4 separate regions of the Mus musculus genome follow, and regions 2, 3 and 4 are each linked to region 1. A link is a contact called in public ChIA-PET and HiChIP or PLAC-seq data. All regions are on one chromosome and are shown on one strand. Each heading gives the region's core, a stretch centred on a gene start, on an enhancer-like site or on the middle of the called end of the contact. The rest is flanking DNA. Distances are from core to core; before and after follow the strand shown.

Evidence for each region. ChIA-PET counts read pairs in DNA pulled down with a chosen protein or histone mark. HiChIP or PLAC-seq counts read pairs in DNA pulled down with a chosen protein or histone mark.
Region 2: an H3K4me3 HiChIP or PLAC-seq map of bone marrow-derived macrophages shows a contact between it and region 1, with 6 times the contacts expected there. The contact joins the promoter of Slc25a47 here to the promoter of Setd3 in region 1. A contact is called at or near these places in 4 of 39 promoter capture datasets (liver, neutrophils and pre-B cells) and 1 of 115 datasets of contacts at active chromatin or transcription factors (bone marrow-derived macrophages).
Region 3: a contact with region 1 is called in an RNA polymerase II ChIA-PET map of memory CD8 T cells, with 55 read pairs. The contact joins the enhancer-like site here to the promoter of Setd3 in region 1. A contact is called at or near these places in 3 of 39 promoter capture datasets (the C10 cell line, neutrophils and pre-B cells), 3 of 484 Hi-C or Micro-C datasets (the G1E-ER4 cell line, LSK cells and neutrophils), 5 of 115 datasets of contacts at active chromatin or transcription factors (bone marrow-derived dendritic cells, bone marrow-derived macrophages, effector CD8 T cells and 2 more) and 1 of 9 other capture datasets (liver).
Region 4: an HNF4G HiChIP or PLAC-seq map of pancreatic cancer cells shows a contact between it and region 1. The contact joins the promoter of Degs2 here to the promoter of Setd3 in region 1. A contact is called at or near these places in 2 of 39 promoter capture datasets (both in liver), 1 of 115 datasets of contacts at active chromatin or transcription factors (pancreatic cancer cells) and 1 of 9 other capture datasets (liver).

What each region holds. Positions count from the first base shown.
Region 1 is chr12:108,177,952-108,180,638 of GRCm38.p6, reverse strand. It overlaps Setd3 (SET domain containing 3), which reads left to right and starts at 1,355. Exons shown (of 13, transcript NM_028262.3): 1 at 1,355-1,486. It overlaps Ccnk (cyclin K), which reads right to left and starts at 901. Exons shown (of 12, transcript NM_009832.2): 1 at 759-901.
Region 2 is chr12:108,849,817-108,852,503 of GRCm38.p6, reverse strand. It overlaps Slc25a47 (solute carrier family 25, member 47), which reads right to left and starts at 1,375. Exons shown (of 6, transcript NM_001012310.2): 1 at 1,297-1,375. The coding sequence starts at 1,324.
Region 3 is chr12:108,762,368-108,765,054 of GRCm38.p6, reverse strand. It overlaps Gm33682 (a long non-coding RNA gene), which reads left to right. Exons shown (of 2, transcript XR_381914.3): 1 at 1-2,294. Among named protein-coding and RNA genes, the nearest start is that of Gm33682, 3.6 kb to the left of the region's middle. Within about 2 kb of position 1,339, at least 84 of the 459 cell types and tissues checked have an H3K27ac peak or open chromatin away from gene starts, as enhancers often do. A contact at or near this core is called in the G1E-ER4 cell line, memory CD8 T cells, neutrophils and 1 more, where this site is marked.
Region 4 is chr12:108,700,932-108,703,618 of GRCm38.p6, reverse strand. Degs2 (delta(4)-desaturase, sphingolipid 2) reads left to right here and starts at 1,313. Exons shown (of 3, transcript NM_027299.5): 1 at 1,313-1,458. The coding sequence starts at 1,377. Gm40572 (a long non-coding RNA gene) reads left to right here. Exons shown (of 4, transcript XR_872978.2): 4 at 1-95.

The DNA.
Region 1 (2,687 bases), core at 106-2,605:
ATCTTTGCGCTGGAGGCCAGCCTAGTTTACAGAGAGAGCTACACACCAGCCAGGGTTACGTAGGAAGACAGCCAGTCTGTGATAACTGATTTTAAACACTGAGTGACTTATGGAAAGCTGTGTTTTATTGGTAGTCCAAAGTTAAGAACACCACCAAGAATACATTAGGCAGGTTAAACTGCTTAAACGTTTTCAGATTAACATATACATGTTATTTCTCAACTTAATAAAGATCAGTTCCCCTAACACCGAGGCAAACAAGCACTCAGGAGAGGATGACGTCTGGGTAAGAACGAGTCTTATCGAGGAAGTCCCTTTTCATTCCTGGTCCTACCTGAGTTCCGTGGTTCAAGAGTCACGGAACACTTTCCAAAGCCTCAATCCTACTTAACAGAGGGATCCACAAGCCGTGGGTGACCGGGTCGGTCTGAGGCAGGGTCTGTGCGTGTAAGCCCCGCCACCCTTTTATTCCTCGGCTAGGAATCCCCCAAACCGCAACCACTTTCCTCTGCGAGGTCAGCTTCCAGTTCCAGGCATTAGCGGCGCACCCCAGAGGACCCGACCCTGTCCCGAAGCTCCCTCGCCGCCAACCCCGCGTCGCCTGCTAATTTCAACGTGCATCAGGGATTCCAAGGAGGGCGGTGGAATCCGGGAAGCCGGACTCTTCCGTAGAACCCAGGCAGCTGGAAAATACCCTCCTCGGACCACCAGGAGCGCAGACGGTGGGCGGCGCTGCCCGCGGCCAGCTAGATACTCACCCCTCGCCTCAGGCAAAACCCTCAGCGACGTCTCTCCTTCCTGACAGCAGCCATCTTGGAGGTGGAATGTCGGGGAACTACGTCATTTCCCTGCGTCTCGGGACGTTAAGAAGCGGCCGGAGGGGGCGGCGAAAGTCAGGTGCCTGTCAACCAATTAGAAGAAAGTAAAGCTAAAAAAAAGAAAAAAAGTAACAAGTCAACAGTCGCCGCTCCGCCTACCCTGCGGCCTTGTGGACTGCGGCCCGTAGGGGGAGGGGAAACACTCGCACACACCCTCCCATCGCCCCACCCCCTTGGCGAAAGGGAGTTCGGGAGCAACCGAACCTGTTAACGGAACTTCGGCCCGGAGGCGGAGCCAGGGCTCCCGTCGTTCAATCACAGCGCGAGATCTAACCAATCGAGTCTTCGGATACGGCTCCGCCCCGGTTGCTGATGTCCAATGGCTGATCAGCACCCTGGCTGGCGGGCGGATGGGCGGCGGGGCGGAGCCGCGCCGAGGCGTGTTAGGTGCGGGCCAATGAACGGCGGCGGCGGCCCGTGGGCGGGGCCCAGGGGCGGGCGGAGCCGGGTTGGGCCTAGGCGGCGGGGCTGTCTCTGGCTGCCGTCCAGCCCCTCCCGTCCGGCCGCCGCCGCCACCGCCGCCGCCGCCGCCTGGGGGTTGGTTGAGGCGGACGGTGGGGTCCCGGCCGGAGTGTGGCGCCGCCGCTGCGCGAAGACGAAGCGGGCAGGTGAGTGCGGACGGCAAGCACCCGCGTGCGGCCCGCGGGCTGAGGGGACGGGGTTCCACCGCTCCTTAAGGAGGTGAGGCCGAGCGTGCGGACTCCGAGGTCCGGTGCTCGGCCGCGACCGAGTTCTCAGGGCCTGGGAGGCTGTGGGCTCCGAGGCCCGGCAGGCCCGGTCCCTGAGGGGACTGGCGAGCGTCTGCAGCTTCCCTCTTCCACCGGGACGGGGGCAGGCGGCAGGTTCAGGGCGCGGCCTGGGCGCGGCCTGGGCGCCGCCCTCGGGTACGGCCGGGGCCCGGAGTGCGCGCGGGGCGCTGGGACTGCGTGCGGCGGGCTGCAGCCTTGGTTTCCTTCCTCCGGTGGCAGGCGCACGCGGCTTGGGGCCGAGGCCCCTCTGCAGCTCTCTGTTGCCCACGGGGAGCCCGGCCCCCGCGCCTTGTCCTCCACTGCCCGCTCGCAAAGGCGGGCGTAGAAAATAGGTCAGGTTTCTTCCCACGCGCCCCTGGCCGAGGTCCACACGCGACGAGCGCGCTGCGAGAGAGAAGCGGTCCGTGCTCTCGGAGTTTGCCATTCCGATTTTCAACTCTTCCTTCTTGCGGCTGCAGCCTGGGCATGCGACTCTGCCTCTTCTCCCCGCCTGCCACTCTTGGAGAAGGAGCTGATTAGTGACGTGCGCCACTGGCTGCCGAGGGGCCTCACCCCCTCCGCGTCGTGTCGGGAGAGGACGTTGGTGCGTTTCTGGAGGGGTGCACGCGTAAAGATGACTCGGGACATGCTGTAATCCATTTCTAAACGAAAACGGTGTTGTTACCGAAGTAAACACATTTGAACAGGATGTTGACAGCCATCTTGCCTTTGCAGACCCTTAGAAGATTGAGGTTTTACTGATAGATGTAACAGAACTGCATCCAGGAAGGCTGAGGCAGGGAATCCGGAGTTTCAGGCCTGCCAGAGCTACATAGGGAGACCCTTTCAAAAAACACACAAAAACTAAAACCAGACTTGGACACTGAAAGTGTGGGTTTTTCATATGTGATACTGTTCCCATTTCCCTTTCAAAGGCGATGCTGAGGGTGTTTTTAAAATGAGTTTTAAACAGTGATAGTCTTGGGGAGTTTTAAGTGAACGCACCCTTAAAATACAGCAGTATAAAAGGACATTTCCTCCCCAAGTTAAAAAGTTTGTCTAGACTCACTGGAACCTACAG
Region 2 (2,687 bases), core at 126-2,625, 670 kb before region 1:
AGATCTACGATGCCTTCCTTGCCCCTCTGCTACTTCTAGAACCAGGGCCTCCATAATACAGCCAGCACAACCTTTGAAGAAACTCAGGGGCCAGTGAAGTGCTTGGGCTTTCTACCCCAGGGTAAAGATCCTAAGGATATTTAATCCTAGCACTTGGGAGGCAGAGACAGGCGGATTTCTGAGTTCAAGGACAGCCTGGTCTACAGAGTGAGTTCCAGGACAGCCAAGACTATACAGAGAAACCCTGTCTCGAAAAAAAAACAAAAACAAAAGATCCTAAGGATGGCAAGACCCATGGGCTAGCAGAAGAGGGAGTTCCTAGGGGCAGGATATAAAGCAAGTGCCTGACAGGAGGCTCCGATACATCTCTTAAACACTTTACCAACTCCTATCCACCCTCAAAGCCATCCTCTCTTAGGCCTCCTTTCTGTGCCTCCGCCCAGAAACATGCTGATCAGGGTCTGCGTCCCATGGCCTTGTTGCTAGGCCCCATATTCCATGGCCTCCTCTAGATCTAGAGTTCTTCAAGGACAGGCTTGGGTCCAAGTCCCTAGGACCGGGGACCCAGGCCCAGCACAGAGCAAGGATTCTCCTGACTAGGACCTTTCCTGTGGCTATAAGGAGGATGTGGCTTCCATGTGACTTCCTGTGACACCAACACTCAGGGGAGCAGCCAGCCTCAGGATGGTGTAGGTCAAGACCCTGGCAGCAGAGCCAAGGCCAGGAGCCATCCTCCCTGAAGCTGAAGCTGGGACTCTCTTTCCTTTCTAGCCCCCAGGCTGTTCCCAGCAGTGAGAAACAGCCACCCACAGCTATCTATTTCACAATAGCTGCAGGGCCAAGGGTGCCTCACTCAAAGTAGCCTCACAGCCTGAGGATCAATGGTGCTCACAGGGAGTCCAGCAGGCAGCCACCTCTGAGGGAGACAGTTTCAGCCGCAGGGGAGCTAGATGTTAGCAGTAGGCCTCAGTGGGCCAGAGAACCATCCGGCTGGGCCTGCTTGACATCTAGCCCCTGCTCCCTGCGAACAGAACTCCTGGGTACACAATTCTTCCCTGGAACCTTCTGTCTCTCCCCAGGACTCCAGCCATCTCAGCCCACAGGGTCAAGTTCCTGCTCCCAAGCCAGGAATCTCTAGACTGGCTCAGCCTCCTGCCTGATCTTCAAGGCTATGTGGTCCGTGCCCATGGATCTGCTCAAACCCTGACTGCACAGGGCTGCCACACACATACACACACACAAGCACACCACCCCAACCCTCCCCAGCCCCTGCGCCCCTCTATCCAAGTCTTATACCTCCAATGGCCCCAGCAACAAAATCCATGGACAGCACAGAAAATGAGAAGGTTTCCGGTGTTACTGCCAATGCCACACTGGCCGGCTCCTACAAATCCTGCAGATCTTAAATACCTGTGAGCAGAGGCGGAGCTAGGGCTGTTTAACAGGCTATTTTGATGCCCACACTCACATGCCCCACAAGGTTCGGGGTGCCAATGACCCGAGCATCGGGAAAGCATGTGAGAGGTCATGGGAGGTAGCCAGCTCCCAGACCTAAGTCTGCCTCTATCCCCAGACTCAGATTAGGCCGGGCTTCCTACTGCTTATGGTGATGGCATAAACAGTGGTCCCTTCGGAGATGTACCCCACTTTACATGTCACCTCCAGCCCTAAAAGGGAGGGAAAGCAAAAGCCTGTTCTCATCATGGAACCACCAAAACCCCAAAGGGGACTTGCCTGAGGCAGGCACTACCTAAGAGCCAATCTATTTGATGGCGGCCAGCCGATGCAGAAAGTGCAGCCTTGTCTCTATGGCTACGGCTGCTAGTTCAGTTCAGGGGCTCAAAGACGCAGGCTGCAGCCCTACAGGGGGCCTTCGAGCCAGAGAGCTGCCAAATGAAGGGAAGGGGCATGCTGACATGGGGCATTCTGCAGTTCTGTCTGAATGACCCTCAGGGCAGGGCATCAGGAGGCCACGTGTCCACCTGTTTTTCTGTTCTCCGTAGGCTGGCCTTGAACAGGCTGGTTTCAAACTAGGGATGACCCCTCGCCCTGACAGTTTGTCTATGTTTAGACAAGTCGTCAGTGCTGGCTGCCACGGCAGAGGGCAGAGGGCAGAAGAGGCCAGAAAGCATCCTGTCCAAGGCCAACCTCGATGTCCATCCTGGCCTGTGCAGGGGCATGGCTCAGCATCTGGTTGGAAGTTGACACTGCCATCTGGCTTTGTGACATCTGGCTTTGTGACAAGATCTTTGAGCTCCCTATAACCTCTGCTTCTGCACCCACAAAATCTGTGCACACACAGAGCAAGCTCCAGCTGGGTTCCTGCAGAATCGCCAGCCAAATTCATTAACAGAAGGTCGAGAGGGAGACGATGGGTTGTCGCTCTAGAGAGGAAGCTGAGCCAGATGTTACACTCAAGAAGCTAGGACCTCGGATAATGAGGGAACCTAAAACACACTATCCACCTAAGAGGACCGAGCCCCTTCAGTCCCATATTGCCAATGGTTAGGGCATCCACCCCAACAGTAGGGCCCAAGACCCCAGTTTACCCCAGACACCTTTCTCTCTCTGCCGATCTTGGTGTCTGTCCTCCATGATCTCAGTCAGGTCCAGCTGCCACTGTCCACCGACACTCCTCTAACTGTGTCATTGTTCTTGGACAGCAGCCCACCTGTCCAGGCTCCTGA
Region 3 (2,687 bases), core at 90-2,589, 580 kb before region 1:
GGACATGGAGGGAACCCACACTGACCGCAGCAGAGCAGAGGAAGGAATAGAGCTAGCCGCGTGCCGGGGCATCACCTTAGGTTCACTGGTAACTGAAGAGTGTCCTAGGGGCTGGCGTGATGGCTCAGCGGGTAAGAGCACTGACTGCTCTTCTGAAGGTCCTGAGTTCAAATCCCAGCAACCATATGGTGGCTCACAACCACCCATTATTGAGATCTGACACCCTCTTCTGGTGCATCTGAAGACAGCTACAGTGTACGAATATATAATAATAAATAAATCTTTAAAAAAAAAAAAAGAAGAAGAGTGTCCTAGCTAAAGACCCACGCTTTAAACAGTTATTTATGCCACTGGCAGGTCGCAGAAAGTTCTGCTCTTCTTCCCCATCTGCCCCCTCAGCGCTTCTTAGGTTGTTAGCTGGAAAGAAAGGATAGGGACTGACCTCAGCCTCCAGTGGCAGGTGAGCACGGAGGAGTTTGGCTGGGCCTTGACCCTGTCATTATGGTGGCAAAGACTTGGGATGCCAGTAGCGTACCTCAGTTCTAGTTCAAAAGTCTCAGAGCCAGAAAAGCCCTGGTATAACTCAGCCCTGGGAACTCAGGACTACTGGGGCATTCAAGTCCTGGCAATACAAGGAAGACCTGTCTCTGAGTGCTGAGGGCAGGGCTGCCCTGGAGACAGAGACACACCCAGAACAGAACTCCACCAACTTTCTAGGGATTCCTAATCCAGTCAAGCCCATACTGACAGGGCTCCATGCATGGCTTTGGGCAATTGACCTAAAGTCTGAGTCCCAGCAAGTAGGCAGTTCTGGTTGTCAAGGGGAGTGTGATAATACATTTCTAGGAAGCACAGGGGTGTAAGAAGAGGTCTGGCTGTCAACAGGAGACCTAAATTCACTGGTCTCTAGTGTTCAATCCACTGCCCTTGGGTTTGGACTTTATGATGTCCATGAAAATACCCCAGAACACTCTAACCTGTATGTTTTCTGCTTGTTTCTATGTGGGCTTTACCTGTAACTTGCAGTAGGAGCCCCCAGATGTTCATGGACCTGGATTGGGGACAAAGCTCACCAGCCTGCTTCTGTAAGGATCCTCTGCACCAAAGGACAGGGCCACTTATAATCTGTGTCTTGCCAGAGCCTGGTATAGCTCGGAAGTAATAGCTAAAGTCCAGTCTCTCATTGCACAGAATAAAAAGCCAAATTTAAGCCATTCAGAATCTGTCAATGTATTGGGTCACGGTTTTCCTAGCCTTGACAGTGCATAAGGAACCCAGGGTGTATGCATATGCATGCAGATGTCAGAGGAGGTCAGAAGAGGGCAGCACATCCCCTGAGTCTAGAGTTAAAAGTGCTTATCAGCTGCTAACCATACATAGGTGCCAGGAGCCAAGCTAGGCGCAGGAGAAACAGTCCCAGATGTGGCGCGGCGGGGAGACCAGTTCAGCTGTGGCCTCATAGAACAATAGGCCAGGTCACTTCCCCCAAGACTTCCCCAGCCCCGAGAACAGCAGTCTAAGAGAGCGCACCACTGCAGTGCACAGGTACACACACTGCACGGGAGCCCACAGAAGTGGGAAGTGGGAGAGGTTGCAGCTGGCTGGCTGGGGCCCAGCTACAAGGACCGGCATGTTGCTTTCCAAAGAGCATTTCCAGGGTCCCTTCATGGAAAGAGCCTCTGTGGACAGCAAGATAATGGAGGGTGTAGACCACAGAAGGAAGCTACCTGATTAAGGATGATAAGGGGTGAAGCAGGAGTTGCTTTCATGTGGGAGGGACAGAAGCCCACTGGAGGAGGGGACACAGTGCAAATATTGCTAAGTGAACCTAGTAGCCTAGTAGGACAGCCCCAGTTCAGTAGGACAACCCCTGGAGCACCTAACCATGGTAGAGACCTGCAAAACCAGGAAGTGGGTGGCAGGCCTCTTCTACCTACTGCATGGTTCATGGGAGAGCACGGCAGAGCTAGCTTCCTGAAGCAGTCCTGAGCAGGGCCTCTTGCTTCTCCCTGCCTGCTTGGGTGGGAAAGGTTGCATGTACATGAAGAGATGGGTCAATAAGGCTGCCTTGGGCCTAAAGACAAAGGCACAGTAAGAACTGAGCCCTGGCAACCTGGCTTGGGTACCAAAATGGGATGCAGAAAGCTTTGGTGTTCCATGGAGGGTGGGTGAAAGGCATTGTAGGTCCCCTAAACCTGGCCATGAGATAACGTCCCAGTGGCTTCCCCCAGTACCCTGGGAGGAAGGCAGATCGGAACAGAACTGATTAACAGCTGTCTGGAAGGAAACCAAAGGTGAGTGGACATTCTCCCAACATTCCAATACACAACTTCCCTAAAGCCTCAGCAACTGATACTATTTCTTCTTGTTCTTCTTCTTGTTCTTCTTCTTGTTCTTCTTCTTGTTCTTGTTCTTCTTCTTCTTGCTCTTGTTCTTCTTGTTCTTCTTCTTGTTCTTGTTCTTGTTGTTGTTGTTGTTCTTCTTCTTGTTCTTCTTCTTTTTGTTCTTGTTCTTGTTCTTCTTGTTCTTTTTCTTGTTCTTCTTCTTGTTCTTCTTCTTGTTCTTCTCCTTCTCCTTCTCCTTCTCCTCCTTCTTCTCCTCCTTCTTCTCCTCCCTCTCCCTCTCCCTCTCCCTCTCCTCCCTCTCCCTCTCCCTCTCCCTCTCCCTCTCCCTCTCCCTCTCCCTCT
Region 4 (2,687 bases), core at 64-2,563, 520 kb before region 1:
AAGGTAACAAAATACACACTGGAGCAAATACAGAGACAAAGTGTGGAGCAGAGACTGAAGGAAAGGCCATCCAGAGACTGCCCCACCCGAGGATCCATCCCATATACAGTCACTAAACCCAGACACTACTGTGGATGCCAACAAGAGCTTGCTGACAGGAGCCTGATAGAGCTGTTTCCTGAGAGGCTCTGCCAGAGCCTGCCATATACAGAGGCAGTTGCTCGAAGCCAACCATTGGACTAATCACGGGGTCCCCAATGGGGGAGTTAGAGAAAGGACTGAAGGAGCTGAAGGGGTTTGCAATCCCATAGGAAGAACAACAATATCAACCAACCAGAGCTCCCAGGGTCTAAACCACCAACCAAGGAGTATACATGGAGGGCTCTGTATATGTAGCAGAGGATGGACTTGTCAGGCATCAGTGGGAGAAGAGGCCCTTGGCCCTAAGAAGCTCGATGCCCCAGTGTAGGGGAATGAGAGGGCAGGGAGACAGAAGTGGGTGGGTAGGTGGGGGCACACCCTCATAAAAGCAGGAGGAGGGGGCATGGAATAGGGGGTTTCTGGGGGGGATGGGGAAAGGGGATAGCATTTGAAATGTAAATAAATAATAAATAAAATATCCAATTAAGAAAAAAAAAAAAAGGATGCCCGAGGCGCCTTACTTCTTAAGCCTTGCACCTGCGGATCCCCTAACCATCAATCTCCTCCCCTTTCTCTGGCTATTGAGCTACTTGTCCTACAAGATCCAGTGCAGAAGCTGCTCCAAGACCAATCTGCGCCATGGCACAGATCACCCTGAATCATGTCTATACCTCCAGCCCTCGTGTTTGACTCTTCTGCATTTTTGTTGTGTCTTTATGTCACTCTGCCTGGACACGCTGGGAAGACGTTGCTGGGGCCTGCCTGTCCCAAGCTCCAGATAGCCCTCTTCCCAGCTTCTTCTCCCCCAACATTCCCACTTACTCCCCTGTGGGGACCCGAACGCCCAAATCAGAAGACCCAGACACCCATGAGTCCCAGCGTGAACTGCGCTCCACGATAAGGCAACCCTGGCGCGGAGACAGGTGTGCACCGGAGCGCACCGCCTACAAGTTGCCTGGGGCTTTGCCACACCGCCAGGAATCCAAGATTACTGGCGGCCCCTGCAGGACTGCCAGGGTGCAGGAGTGACCGCATCTCCCAACCCAGGCCACTTGGGTTCCAGGGGACCACCGCGACCCGCCCCTAGGTCCGCCCACGAGGAGACTTAGCCTCAACTCCGCCCCTTGCCCCCGGCCCCGCCCGGGTCCCTAGGTCCCCGCCCGCGACACCTAGGTATGCTGTGACAGGTGAACACTGCGCAGCGGAGAGCTCGCTAGGGCTCCAACGTCCCCACCATGGGTAATAGCGCGGCCCGCAGCGACTTCGAGTGGGTCTACAGCGACCAGCCGCACACCCAGAGGCGCAAGGAGATGCTCGGTGAGCGCGCGCGAATCTAGCTGGGACACAGTAGCCACAATGGGGTGAATAGGATATGGGCGGGGGACAGTGCGCACGGGGGTCAGGGGTGGTGTGGTGGTGGGCCAGCGCGCCCCGCGGGTTCTTCGCCTGCAGCTAGTATGCGCCTGCTGTGTGCAGACCCTGCTCAGGAAGCAGGATATGCCTTTTTCCTTGGGGACGCGGGAGACCCCGAAGATCCCACCGGAGGATAGTAGCTTTCCTGCGGTGGATCTCTCCGAGGTCCCAGGGTGGGCACTGTCATGCGGATACCCCGCTGCGCGCTGGAGGACGCTACACTCCCTTCTCTCCAGCCATCCCTTTGGCGCTGGAGCATCTGTAAACGCTTGTATTTCATCAGATCAGCAATGCTGTTTCCTGTGGGTTTAATTCGAGTAAGTTTAACTCGCATTTATTCAACGGCCACCTTCAGTTTTAGTTGCCAGCGGCATCCGGGCTGGTCTCCTGGTCTCCAGGTTGTCGTTGGCCAGGTCTTGAACTGATAGGTCTGTTCTTGGAGCTTTCACTTTTTTGACATCTTCCTGACCGGCCCCTAAACTGTGCAAGCTTCCCTGTGACTTTTACATCTTTCAAATTCAGTTTGTGCCTGAGCTGCTGCTGCAGCTGCAATTGAGGGCTCAGGACCTAGAAACTGTTCTGTGGGTTTGTTCTTGTGGTTGTCTCCCACATGTCTGGGTTAGGCATCCTCCCTACTCTTGTGAACTTACCAGGCACAGCAGAAGGGACCTTGGTTCCCCTTCCTGTGCCACAGGAGGAGAGCAGGTGCCTGAGGGTGCTGAGGCTGGAGCAGGGGCCTCCTCAGCTTCTCCCCTGTCTCTCCAGTTTCCCTTTCTGAATTCTCTGGGCACCTGGCATTAGGTAGGGAAGACCTGTGGACAGGGACAGGGACACGTGCTCATGGGATCCAGAAAGACCACACCTGTGTGTGTCTGCATGTGCGGGTGCGCGCGCACACACACACACACACACACACACACACACACACACACACACACACACACAGAGGTGGGGGGGGGGAGGGAGGGACCTGCCAAATGTGGTCACATTCTACATTGCCTGGTACATTGCTAAGAGGATGAGGTAGGCTTCCTGAGGGATGGGAGCGGGTAAGGTATCTGGGACTCTAGGATACATGAAAGGTTCCTGACTCCTAGCTGCACAAGTGGACTTCAAATTTGTGGTCCTCTGTT